2 separate regions of the Gossypium hirsutum genome follow, and region 1 is linked to region 2. A link is a contact called in public Hi-C data. All regions are on one chromosome and are shown on one strand. The core of a region is the stretch at or near the end of the contact, and the rest is flanking DNA. Distances in the headings are between cores, read along the strand shown.

What was found. A called contact is a pair of places that touch in the nucleus more often than the background predicts.
Region 1: a contact with region 2 is called in a Hi-C map of leaf, with 1.7 times the contacts expected there. The contact joins two enhancer-like sites. A contact is called at or near these places in 8 of 34 Hi-C or Micro-C datasets (leaf and stem).

Annotation. Positions count from the first base shown.
Region 1 is chrD07:23,012,150-23,018,527 of Gossypium_hirsutum_v2.1, reverse strand. It overlaps the pseudogene LOC121219098. Among protein-coding and RNA genes, the nearest start is that of LOC107954494, 11 kb to the left of the region's middle. Within about 2 kb of position 4,412, at least 8 of the 9 cell types and tissues checked have an H3K27ac peak or open chromatin away from gene starts, as enhancers often do. A contact at or near this core is called in leaf, where this site is marked.
Region 2 is chrD07:22,948,121-22,954,327 of Gossypium_hirsutum_v2.1, reverse strand. It overlaps the pseudogene LOC121219097. Among protein-coding and RNA genes, the nearest start is that of LOC107954490, 22 kb to the right of the region's middle. Within about 2 kb of position 3,442, at least 2 of the 9 cell types and tissues checked have an H3K27ac peak or open chromatin away from gene starts, as enhancers often do. A contact at or near this core is called in leaf, where this site is marked.

The DNA of each region.
Region 1 (6,378 bases), core at 3,163-5,662, 63 kb before region 2:
CTGTCAATTTCAGGCACCAAAAGCACATTTGAAATCACTTTGGCACCTGTGGGGGTGCATATCAGCACATCACCCTTGCCTTCAGCTTGAATAAAATGTCCATTTCCTATCTTGACTTTAGTTCTGCAGCTTCTGTCTAAAGACTTGAAGATTGCAGCATCAGGTGTCATGTGGTTGGTGCATCCACTGTCTAGAAGCCAACCATATGAGAACCTTTCTTGAGCAGCTGAGCATAACATAGCAAAGACTTGCTCCTCTTGGTCACTATCCTCCTTAGCTACTCGAGCCTCAGCTTTCATCTGTTGAAACTGACTCTGCCTTGATTTGGCCTTGCTCTTGCAGACTCTCTCAACATGACCCTTCTTTTTACAATGCTGACATACAGCATCTGGATTGAACCAGCAGTTTTCTTTTGGATGACCAGCCCTTCTGCAGTGCTTGCAAGTCTGACCCTCTTTTCTTGCAACATCAGTCCTTGGCTTGTCTCTCCAGGCCTTCTTGCCTTTGTAGGCAGTGTTTGTTCTTGCCTGAAAGGCACCTTCTTGATGCTCCTCCAGTCTGCTTGCTCTTCTTTTCTCTTGAGCATATAAAGCATTGATCAACTCTGTCAGGGAGATGGTGTACAGGTCCCTTGAGTCCTCGAGAGATGAGATTTTTGCCTCATACCTCTCGGGCAGAGTTGCAATAACCTTCTCCACTATCCTAGCTTCCTTGAGCTGCTCTCCAAGGAGCCTAATGCTGTTAACCACAGCCATAATCCTGTCAGAGTACTGCTTGATAGTTTCTTCTTCCTTCATCTTCAAATTCTCGAAATCTCTCCTTAAGTTCAGCAACTGTTGCTGCCTTGTCCTCTCTGTCCCTTGAAACTCCTCTTGCAACTTGTCCCAGGCTTGTTTTGGTGATTCACAGGCCATAATCCTTGTGAAAATCACATCTGACACTGAGTTCTGGATGCAAGACATGGCTTTGTGCCTCTTGGTCCTCTCATCAGCATGCTGCCTGATTTGAGCTACTGTTGGATTGCCTCTAAGTGGCTCTGGTTCAACATCTGAGTTGACTACCTCCCACAGATCGAAAGCTTGTAGGTAGGTCTTCATTTTAACCACCCATATGTGGTAGCCTTCTCCATTGAAGACTTGAGGTGCAGCTGGTGAAAAGCTTGATGAAGCCATGAATTTGTATAACAGATCCCTTAAGAAATAGGCTCTTGATACCAATTGTTGGAGCTAAGTGCAACAAATAGCAAGGTTCAACAAAAAGCTTGCCGAGCAAGAATCGAGACTTGCGGCAGAAACAAAGAAGAAAAATGAAATAAATTTTAAGCAAAGCTAAAATAGAGAGTATATGGATGAAATCGTGATTGAATTCATTCATATTTTTTTTAAAATGGCATAAAGCCTATTTATACAAGCTTATAACTTGACAACTTAGTTGGAATACAACTAAGTTTCATCATTACATCCACTTAAAATAAATCACCACCTACTACACTAACAAACTTAGTTGGAATACAACTAAGTTACATCATTACATCCACTTAAAATAAATCACCACCTACTACACTAACAAACTTAGTTGGAATACAACTAAGTTACATCATTACATCCAAATAATAATAATAATAATAATAATAATAATAATAAAACATGTGATTGCTACATGCTAACCATTGCTTCAATACAAGCATCAACGAAATATTTCTATTAACATTCCAAATATGACTATAAAAAGGAAAAAAATGAAGAAGTTGCTTAATTACCAATTGGAGAGTCTCAAGATATGCTTTAGTAGCAGATGCTGCAGACCATTCCATTTGGACAAGAAAAAGGGTATTTGGCAAAGCACAAGATCAAGGAGAGGGAAATCTTTGTGTTCCAATATTCAACCCTTTTCTTTTTTTCGTTTTTTTCAACCTTTCCTTTAATCTTTTGTTTAAAATGAAGGAGGAGAGGAGGCAACTTGCGACGCAAAACAGTAGGGGGTTGGAGCCCTGTTTATAGGTAAACAAAGGCCTGCATGCAATATCGGAACTTGTCTTTCATTTTTATTATCAGCAAAAATCTAGGTTCCTGCTTTGACCACAGCCAACTTGTTTGATTTCTAGTTTGACAAAAATCAGTAATGAGTTTGGCTCTAGCTTTTGATTCTCACCATGTCCTAATGAGTTTGACTCTTGCTTTTGATTGTTGACTATGCCAAAAATTATGGGTTTACATTTTTAGAATGGCATAACAGAAACTAAAGTGGTTTGACATGCATGCCACTTGTATCTTCAAACCATCCAAAATAGTTTATTCCTAAATTTTTACTAAGAAATTGAACTCAAAATTTATTTTATTTTATAAAAAATAGTTTTTGCTCACGCACAAAAAGTTTATTTATTTAAATATGTATAAATACATATAAATTAATTTGTTTTCAAATTTATATTTAAGCCTTTACAAACAATAAAGTAGAGTACTTCGTTTTGTTTTTTTAGAACCAAATATGTACTATAGTAAATAAATGAAAAAGGGTTAAATATCTATTTAACTCTTTCTTGGCACCTCCTCCAAATTCATAAATATTTATGATTTTTTTTCTCAACTGTTTTCAATTTTATTTTATAACAAAATCATATTTATAACTATATATATAAGTAATATAAAGTTGCAATTTTAAAAAATAATCTAATGTGACATAATTTAAATGTTGTTATTTGTCGCATGAAAATTGAATAGTAATATAATTTTGCATTTAAATGCTTAAAATTAACTTAATCAAACACTAAATTTCCGTTTGAATAATCATATACATGAGTTCCTTATGACTATGCTGTGTAAAAAAATTACCAAGTATAACATTAATTTTAAATTTAAACATTCCCATTGATTTTGCTTGGTGTCAAGGCTTAATAATTGTTAACTTTGGGCGAACAATTCCATTGTCTTAATAGATGTTTATGGGTGTCAATGCTTAATTTCATTATATGGCTTCTTCTTTAGACCAGGAAACCAAAAATGTGAGATTTAAAGAGAGAGAGATGGTGATGCGGATGTTGACATGGTTGTGGATTTGGACTCGCAACCAAAGGTTTCATGGAGACAGATGTTAATTGGGATAGGGGTTTCGGAACAAGAAGAAGGATCTCGATCATCTGAAGTCGAATGTACTGAAGATTTTGAATTCCTAGAAGGCGATGTTCAAAAAAACTATTATAGAGTTTTCGGATCGCATACAACAGATCTTGTTCAAGGATATGGAACAATGGTGGTTTTGAAGCTGTTAGGCTGAAATATTGGTTATGTCGCCTTGTATAATCGAATCAGTAGTTTATGGCGCCCATCAAAACCATTCCATTTGATGGATATTGAGAATGGTCACTACCTGGCCAAACTTTAGTGTGTCGCCCTTTCGCAAGGACCTTGGATCATATATGGCCAATACCTCATTATTCAGCATTGGACAAAATCTTTTAATCCCAAGAAACCTTACCCGAGTATGGTGTTGGTGTGGATCAAGCTGTCGGGCCCCCCCGAGATTTATGCATAAAAGAAGAATTTTGGAAACAGTTGGAGGGTTGGTGGATAAAGTGGTCAAATTTGACTTCAATAAAAATAGCAAAACCAGGGGTCGATTTGCGAGAATGGTCGTCTTCGTTGATCTTGACAAACCCTTGGTTTCTCAAGTGCTGGTAAATGGAGAACTACAACGGATTGAATATGAGGCTCTACCTACCATTTTCTTTTCGTGTGGAAAATATGGACATCTAAAAGAGTTGTGTCCATCGCCAGTGTCTGATAAAGGAAATGAGACCGGAAAAATAAGTGGTAATTTAGAGTTACCGAAATCGACGACTGAGGGTGAGGGGCCGACGTTCAGACCGTGGATGGTGGTGGAGCGAAAATCTCGACAACGACTGAAGGATCTGAGAAATCAGAGGGAGGGAGATACAGAAAATGAATTTTTGGGATCAAGATTTGCGGCATTGAAGGGATTAGAGAATTTGGAATTAAGGAAATAAGAAAGGGATGAGAGGATTTCGGTGGGTGTAAGTGAAAAATTAAAAGATAATGGAAAAATAGCTACGCGAATTTCGGGGAAAAGCATGGAAGGTTTTAAGAATGGTATAGTTGGTAATTTGAGGGACTCAATAATGATTTGGGTAATGGTTTTTTTTGAAGCGGGCTCCAGGCCTAAAGGGGATTTTAGGAAAATAAAGGAAATTATAGGTCATAACAAGGTTGGAGGAGGTCCTGGTTCTCTCACAAATGGTGCAGGTCGCAAGTCCAAATTTGGGGAGATTCGGTTTAAATGGGTCAACGAGTTTGGGCCGAAAACTCAAAAAGAAACAGATCTGGGCTTGAGGTCTGTTGGGTAACTGGCTTAGACGTTAGCCAAGTGGCAGACCAAACGTAATAGGCCAAGTAAATTTGTGGTTGGGCCTTCCTCTGCTGGGTTACCTTCGGCCGAAAAACTAGGTGAAAAGACTGTTGGTTTTCATTCTGGGCCACATTCGCAGCATAATGTATCCAAATTGCCAGTGGCCGATTTCGGGGTTGATAAAAAATTAGAAAATTCACTTAGTGACCCTTCAAAGTTTTCCAATTCTTGAAATAACCCTAACATGATGATTACTCATTTCAATCCCACATTTGAAGAATCAGAATGAGTGATGGTGGTTTTAGATGGAAATGTTTTAGATCTTAGGAAGCACTCGGCTGTAGTTTTTAAGAAAGATTCTAATTCTAAGAAAGGTCAAGTTTAGGGGATCGGAGGAGATGATGGGGTTGGAAAGGTAGTGTTTATTCTTAAAGCGCGGGATTTAAACGACAAAGGTGGAACAAGTTGAAACGGTAGAAAGCTTAATCAGACCATTCAAAACCATAAAGATAGTTTTAAATTGACTTGTACTACTGATGTTCCGTTGTCTGACTCTATGAGTTCCTTAGTTGAGTTAATTAACACCCACATTGACGCTTCGGAAGAAATGTAAAAACTAGAGTTTTGGGGCTCTAAGATGTAAGGTGGCTTCTTTTCTCATCTATTTTATATATGAATTTGATAGTTTTTCTTAGAATTGCCAGGGTTGTGCTAGTCTGAATTTTCCTAGAGTTTTTTGTGCATAAAATAGAGAGCATAATCTCGATGTTGTGAGTTTGTTGGAGATGAGGGTAAGCGATTTCAAAGTTGATAAAATTATTTCAAGTTTGTGTTTTCAGTTTTCTCATAGGGTGGAGGCTATTGGATTCTTTGGAGGCATTTAGATTGGTTGGAAAGACTCAATTTTTGTTGAAATTATTTGTAGTAATCCCCAATTCATTTCTATTCATGTTCTTAAGGTTAATTATGTTTTGCCTGTTCACATTGCTTTTGTGTATGAAAGCCCATATAGACAAAAAAAGAGGAAGCTTTGGAAAGATCTATCAACTGTTATTCTGACAGGTAACACCCATTGGTTAGCTGTTGGCAATTTTAATGCTTTACTTTCTTTTAGTGACAAAAAAGGATGGCGTACAGTTCGGAAAGGTTGTCATCTTTTTAATGATTTTCTTGAGATGTTTAATTTTCAGGTTATAGGGTTTAGAGGCCACCCTTTTACTTGGCAGTTAGGTAGACTGTTTGAAAGACTTGATAGGGTAATTGGTAATGATGTTTGGTTGTGTTCATTCTTGAACTGCTTCGTCACTCATTTGTCGAGAATTAAGTTGGATCATAGACCCCTGTTGCTTTTTCTTAAGCCTAATGTTACCTTACCTAAAGGCCGCCCGTTTAGGTTCTTCACTGGTTGGGTTGAACATCCTAAATTTTCGGCCTTTGTTAAGGAGAAATGGTGCTTTAAAGGTAACATGGCTAATTCTCTAAATTTCTTTACTAATGACATTAAAGATTGGAATCGTTCTGTGTATGGTTATATTGTGATGCACAAGAGAAATTTGATGCATAAATTATCTAATGTTCAAAGAGCTTTAGAAAATTATGACTCTGTGCATTTAAGTAATATGAAAAATCAGATAAGGGAGGAATCAGAATGTGTCCTCCATAATTGGTTACAATTTGGAGATCGAAACACTAAATTTTTTCACTCCTGTACGATTCAAAGAATAAATTATAACAAAATTTCTACTTTGAAGAATGAGGAGGGTGATTGGATTTTTGAGGATGAGAGGCTCCAGCCTAAGGTAATTAGGTTTTTTCAGAAATTGCATGGTGAGCTTCCGGATTCCATGAAAACTTTACCTACTAATTCTTTCCCTAAACTTGATTAGAATGATGAATTATTCCTTAGAAAAAAAGTTTTGAATGAAGAGATAAAGGCCGCCATATTTGACATGGCTCCATTAAAAGTGCCTGGAAGTGATGGATATCACGCACTCTTTTTTCCAAGTCAATGGGAGC
Region 2 (6,207 bases), core at 2,193-4,692:
GGTCCAACTTGCATCCCCGGCCTACCGTCGCCACGTGCCAAAAACCCGCTTCCCGTAGGTAATTCTCTACCAACGATGATGGAGGACCATGCATATTCTGGATATAGCATTCTGATATCCGATCTACAGACTTTTATAACAAATAATAAATTAATAATTATTTAAAAATCCATAAATAAAAAATCTTAAATAATATTTAAAAAATAAATTTAATACTTACCATTTTCATTTGTTCGACGTATATGCGCATGTTATCAAGACGAATCAATTCACCGGTCATTGCTAAATTCGTACAAATTTTTACGATTTAAAAAAATTTTAAAAAAATTAAACATATCATTAAAGATTTGGGGTAGAAATCTTAAAGAGTTGTAAGGTTAAACATTGTCCTCAAATGTTGAACAAATTAGTTAATTTGAAAAAATCATTAGTGGTGGAAAGCTAAGGTAGTGGAGTATGCAATTGGGGTCGAACAACTCTAAATCTGTGTCAATAGTTTTAATTTTCTCTCTTTACTTCTACCATTACTTAAAAAGGCCAATTCACTCCCTTCTTGGTGTTTTTGGTTTGTTCTATCGAGCTACTAATAATCTATCTGAGGTCTCCGCCCTATCCGTTTGTTCCACAATATAGTAAATTTTTCATGCTCCAATGCCCAATTCTTGTTGTGTTTTCGCATTTTGTTAATTCCGTTTACAACAACCCCCAATCTTTGTGGAGGATCTGGAATATGTTGGACACACCCGAATTGTCGCAATACATAGTCCCCGTTATACCACTCAATCGTTTGAAAATTCAACAATAGTACGTTAATGCACCACAAGTGTGAATGGATGTGAGCAGACGGGGGAATAACTTGCACAACATTTGGTAATGAGTACGGCAGCCAGATGAACTGCACAATTAATATCATGAAGATAGTAACACGATTAAAATACCATGAAGGTAGTAACACAATTAATAACATGTATTAAATATTAATAAAAAATTACCTTGGCCTCGGCGTGTGTTTCGACCATCTATCGGCATATGGGAAGCATATATGACCTCCCGATACCTGGAAAAGTACTCCATCTACAAAAAATTTAAACCTGTTAGAACAATTTTCCATATTGGACAAAGCAAAATTCTTGTTGTGATTGTTAAATTTTATCACCTATTGACGAGTGGGAAGACATATGCTTAGTGCTTAACTGGTGCCAAGAATGGCATCTTATAAAGCGCCCAGGATTGCAGCAATACCAAGAAATGGCCTATGTCCACGGTATGGTATTTTGTTGTCCGACAAAGCTCGCGACACAATGTAGCCAGTACTGCTGAACCCCAACTACACGAACAGGAAGCATATAAATCCTGCAACAGGGGCAAGAACATCAAGTGGACCTTGTTATTATTAGCATCTACCATGAGTATTCCCTCTATGAGATGCATTATATACACTCGAGCGGCGCACATCAAATCCTGCTCAATGGTATTATTTGGTAAATATTCGAAGTTTGCATTCAACCATGAAAATCTCAAAGTCGTTAATTTATCACCACCGGCACTAGGCAAGCGCCTTAGTATGTCATCACAAAAGGTCTTCGGATCGAACAATGTAATAAAACCTGTGACCGCAAAACCTTCGATGGGAAGGTCCAATTGCAGTGCAACATCTTCTAGCGTTATGGTGCACTCCCCACATGACAAATGAAAGGTGTAGGTCTCCGGACGCCACCACTCGACTAACACGAAGATCATGTCATACTTCAAATCGAACATGCGGACCAATGTTGCCGATCTGAATCTAGATGTCTCCAAGTATGGCATAATACGTTCATCCGACAAATAACCCCCACCGTTGACACGGCCCCTCAGTACGTAGTAAGGAAGCTCACTCTAACCACATATTAAACCGTAATAGTTAATGTATACCAATTACATAAAAAAATTACGTGCAAGCTTATAAAGTGACCATTGCATAACAAATAACAATTTTATTATCAATAAATCAATCATATCTGATGTATGATCCATTTCTGTGATCAAAGAAGCAACTCTGATATCTGCATTTTCACGCAGAAAATTTAATTATCGCATTAACAAATAACAAAAAATAAATTTTGTATTGTTTAATTTTTTTTTTAAGAATTACTAATATTTTTACACAGATAAAAAAAGTCAATAACAACATAAGTTGGGATACAGTAATGTAAGTCGATCGTTTATTTTTCAAAACCATCTCTCTTTTTTTCATTTTTTATCCTATAACAATTTTTTTATTACATAACATTATTCAACATTTGTAAAATACAATTCTTTTACCACAATAAAAAAAAACTTAATTACAAAATGGATCACTATAAAAATTTCAAGCAAATAACTCATTTCGGTATTTATTTTTTAAACCTATTGCGGTATTTATTTTTGTAACAAACGTACTGTTTTGATAAATAATCTCTTGAACATACCATTTCAGTTATTAATTTTTTGTATTACATTCTTGAACATAATAATCATCTAGTTACGTAAATAACAAAATAAAATTTCCAATAATCTCAACACAATGGGACCATATATTAAGAACAAAAAATTAAAAAAAAAATTAATGTTAAAAAAATCAACTAAACAAACTATTGTTATTTACGTTTTAAAAAAAAACTATCCACAAAATTAATGTCATTATACTTGCTCCCTTTCTTGAAAACAACTTCTCTACCAAATAAATTATAACAAAAAAAAATTAAACTAATACACTTTCTATTGTTATTTTCATTTAAATTACAAAATAAAAAACAAAAATTAAGACAAAGTTAAAAATATACATGTCTTCCTTTCAAACACACCCTTTCTACAAGATAAAAAACCAAAAAAATTAACACATTTATAAAATAAACAAACCAAAAAAAAAAAATTTAACATAACCAAACAAAACTAACCAAAATGTTTTTTCTTTTTCCAAACGATGGTCCATAGTAGAGGTGCTCATGGGCCGGGCGGTCCGGCCCGGCCCGACGGCCTGCCCAAAATATGGGAGGGTTCGAATAAAAATATAGGCCCGAAATATGAGTTTGGGCAAAAAAACGATGCCCGTTTAGAAAACAGGTTGGGCCTCGAGCACCACTTTTTTGGCCCGGGCCCGAATATAATAAATATATTTTTTTTATTTTTAAAATATTTTTAAAATATTTTTTTTATTTTTAAAATATTTTTAAAATACTTTTTTTAAAAAAATTTGGTGTTTATTAAAAAAATGGGCCGGGCCGGGCCGGACCGGACCGGACTCGGACTTAGAAATTTTTTCCCGGGCCAAGCCTGGGCAAAATTTCAAGCACATATTTCAGGTCAGGCCCGAGCCTAGAACATGGGCTAAAAAATTTTTTGGGCCCGGTCCATGAGCACCTCTAGTCCATAATCCCTCTTATATAAGCAAATAAAATAAAATAAAATACAACAGGTTTTGTTGGCACCCCGTTACCGAGTGGTCACATGGACGCTAGCGGTGTCGCCTGCCTCCACCGCCTACGGGCAGTCCTCCAAGTCCCGATGCAAGTTGATTTCTCAACAGCTAGTCTTTTTTATTTTATTTTTTTTGAATTAAATAAACCACTAATCACTTCTCCTCCACCTTTTAAAATTTTTTTGAAAACACATCATTTTGTAATGATGTGTTAATGATAGTATCATAAATCTTTTAGGAGCTGCCCATCTTTCTCCCTTTACCCATTTGTATTATTTCAAACACCCTTTTAATAAATAATGGTATTTCAATATTTAATTTATTAAAATGTAATATCCAGATAAATAATGGTATTGCCACAATTATTACCTTTTTTATTTGAAAAATAAAAGTAGAACTTTTTTGTTTTCAATTTTCGTTTTACTCTCTTTTTACATTGAAAATTTTTTGAGAACTTTCTCTCTCTTTTATTCTTTTTGGTTTTTGTATTCTACGAAACTTGAGTTACAAGCGTGCTAGTGGGTGAAGATCGTCGACATCCTGTGAAGCCACCTTCATCAGAGCTCCCCTCTTCCTTTTATTCATCCATACAAAAATAAAAAATCGAAAACAAGCAGGGAAAAAAAAGAAGACTTATTCTACCTTTGAAGAACTTGAAATGCTTTGTGTAATTTTTATATTTCGTTTCTTGACCGATTGACTCTTGATTCTCTCATTGACTACTACTAACTTCTTTTTCTTCTTTGCAGGTGAATATATATTGTTTGACTAATTATTATTAACTTCTAATCAGGCCTGGCCATGGGGTCGTCTAGAGGGTGTGATTACTCAAGGTCCAAGGTTGAAAGGGTACAAAATATTATTTTTAAATTTTTAAGGGCTCCTCAAAAAAAATTTTAATCCCATTTTATTGTTTTGCTTAGAGTCCAAAAATGTCCACAACGGTTCTGCTTCTGATCATGTATTAGATTGACTAAAAAAAACTTGTTTTGATATGTTTTCGTGCAAAAATCTATTGAAATTGATTTGGCTGAAAAAGTGGTTAGCTTTCTCCTTTTGTGTGTTGACACTGGCGACAGTCGGAAAATTAGGGCTTCTAACCCTGTCGTGGACATTGAAATATGAAAATAGACTTTTGGTTTTGACTAATTGAAATAGATTGGGCTTAAAAGAAAAGGGGATGCAAATAAGATTGGGCCTCAGACTGGACTGACACTTCTGGCCTTAAAAACAATTTAGAATTGATATGGGCATTGAGGAAAAAACATATTAAAATTTAAACATTCTTTCAATTTTTAGTCCAATAAAATAATTGGAGCCAAATTTTTTATTTTATTTTCTAAAAATAATTTTATTTTTTTAAAAAAAAATGGATTTCATTATTTTTTTCAAAAACCTCCCCTACCAAAATTTCAAAATTTTAATTAAATTAAACAAAATCTAACTTAATCCAATTTCAAATTTTTAAAATTTAAGATAAAAGAATTCTAGTCCCCATTTCATTTTTAATTTCAAAATAAAAATAACAACAATTTAACTTAAAAACCAAAATAACCATACTTAGAAAAGGAAATTCATGGCGGTTTAATAATTTTAAAGCTCAAGTCAATATCATAAGTCCTGGACACATTTAAGTCTCTCTTCCTACGTTGCTTGTGTAATAAAAAACGTGCAAAGACGTAAAATCTAATTATTTCCAACATTTTCTTGAATGAAACAAAAATAAATAAAAAAAATCAAATGGTTAAAATTCATAACAATTTGATAAAGAAAAAGAACAAGTTGAAGAGCCTCACAAAAAAATGAAATAAAAGTGAATTTCACAATTAGGTATAAAATATAAAATGAAAAACACATGAGGCAAATGAGGCTGAAATGAAAACGGACCTCACAAGCTAGCTAATAATAATAATAATAACCATTTTCCATTAAATATAAATATATATATAGACTTGGATAAGATATCAAGCTCATTTTATGGGCCCGGCCTAAAACAAAGATAACGTCATAATTTTGTATCTATGGATAGTATTATTATGACATTTTTATTACAATGAAATGTTAATTATCTGGTTTTTCTCAATCATTTATTATTATAAATTTAATTTTTAATTATAAAGTTTGCCATATTTTATTAATAATTTTCAATGATAATTAGGTTTGAACTTGATCGCATATTAAAATTAATTATCAATTAACGCACTAATATTAATAATATAAAAGTTTCGTTCACATTTTATTAAACTATGAGATTAAAATTATATTAAAATAAAGTTATGTATATCTATTTTTAAATCTTATTATTAACTAATGGTATATGAAATTTATACATATTAAATTTTTTTATTAAAATATGAAATTAAAAATATATTTTACTTCTTTGTAGTTATACCAAAACTACTGGAATATTTGATATCCACTATTCAAATTTCAAATAAATTTAGGTATTTGTTATAGATTACATCAGTAAATCAAGAATTTATAACCAAAACATGAAATTTTGTAATGTTAAAATAAATATTATATATTATATAAATATTAGTGTATAATCTTTTCGAAATTAGATAATTTACATAAAAAAAAATTAAAAATTAAATGATTAAAATTATGGTTTACTTTTTATTAGTCTGCAATAAAATAACATCAAATTTTGAAAACATTCAAATGATTCCCAGTTGGTTCCTAGCATGCAAAAAGGTCACCTCAACGTATATGAACTTGGTCATAAAAACACTATAGAACTTCTGTCACTGCATAATCCTGAAGCT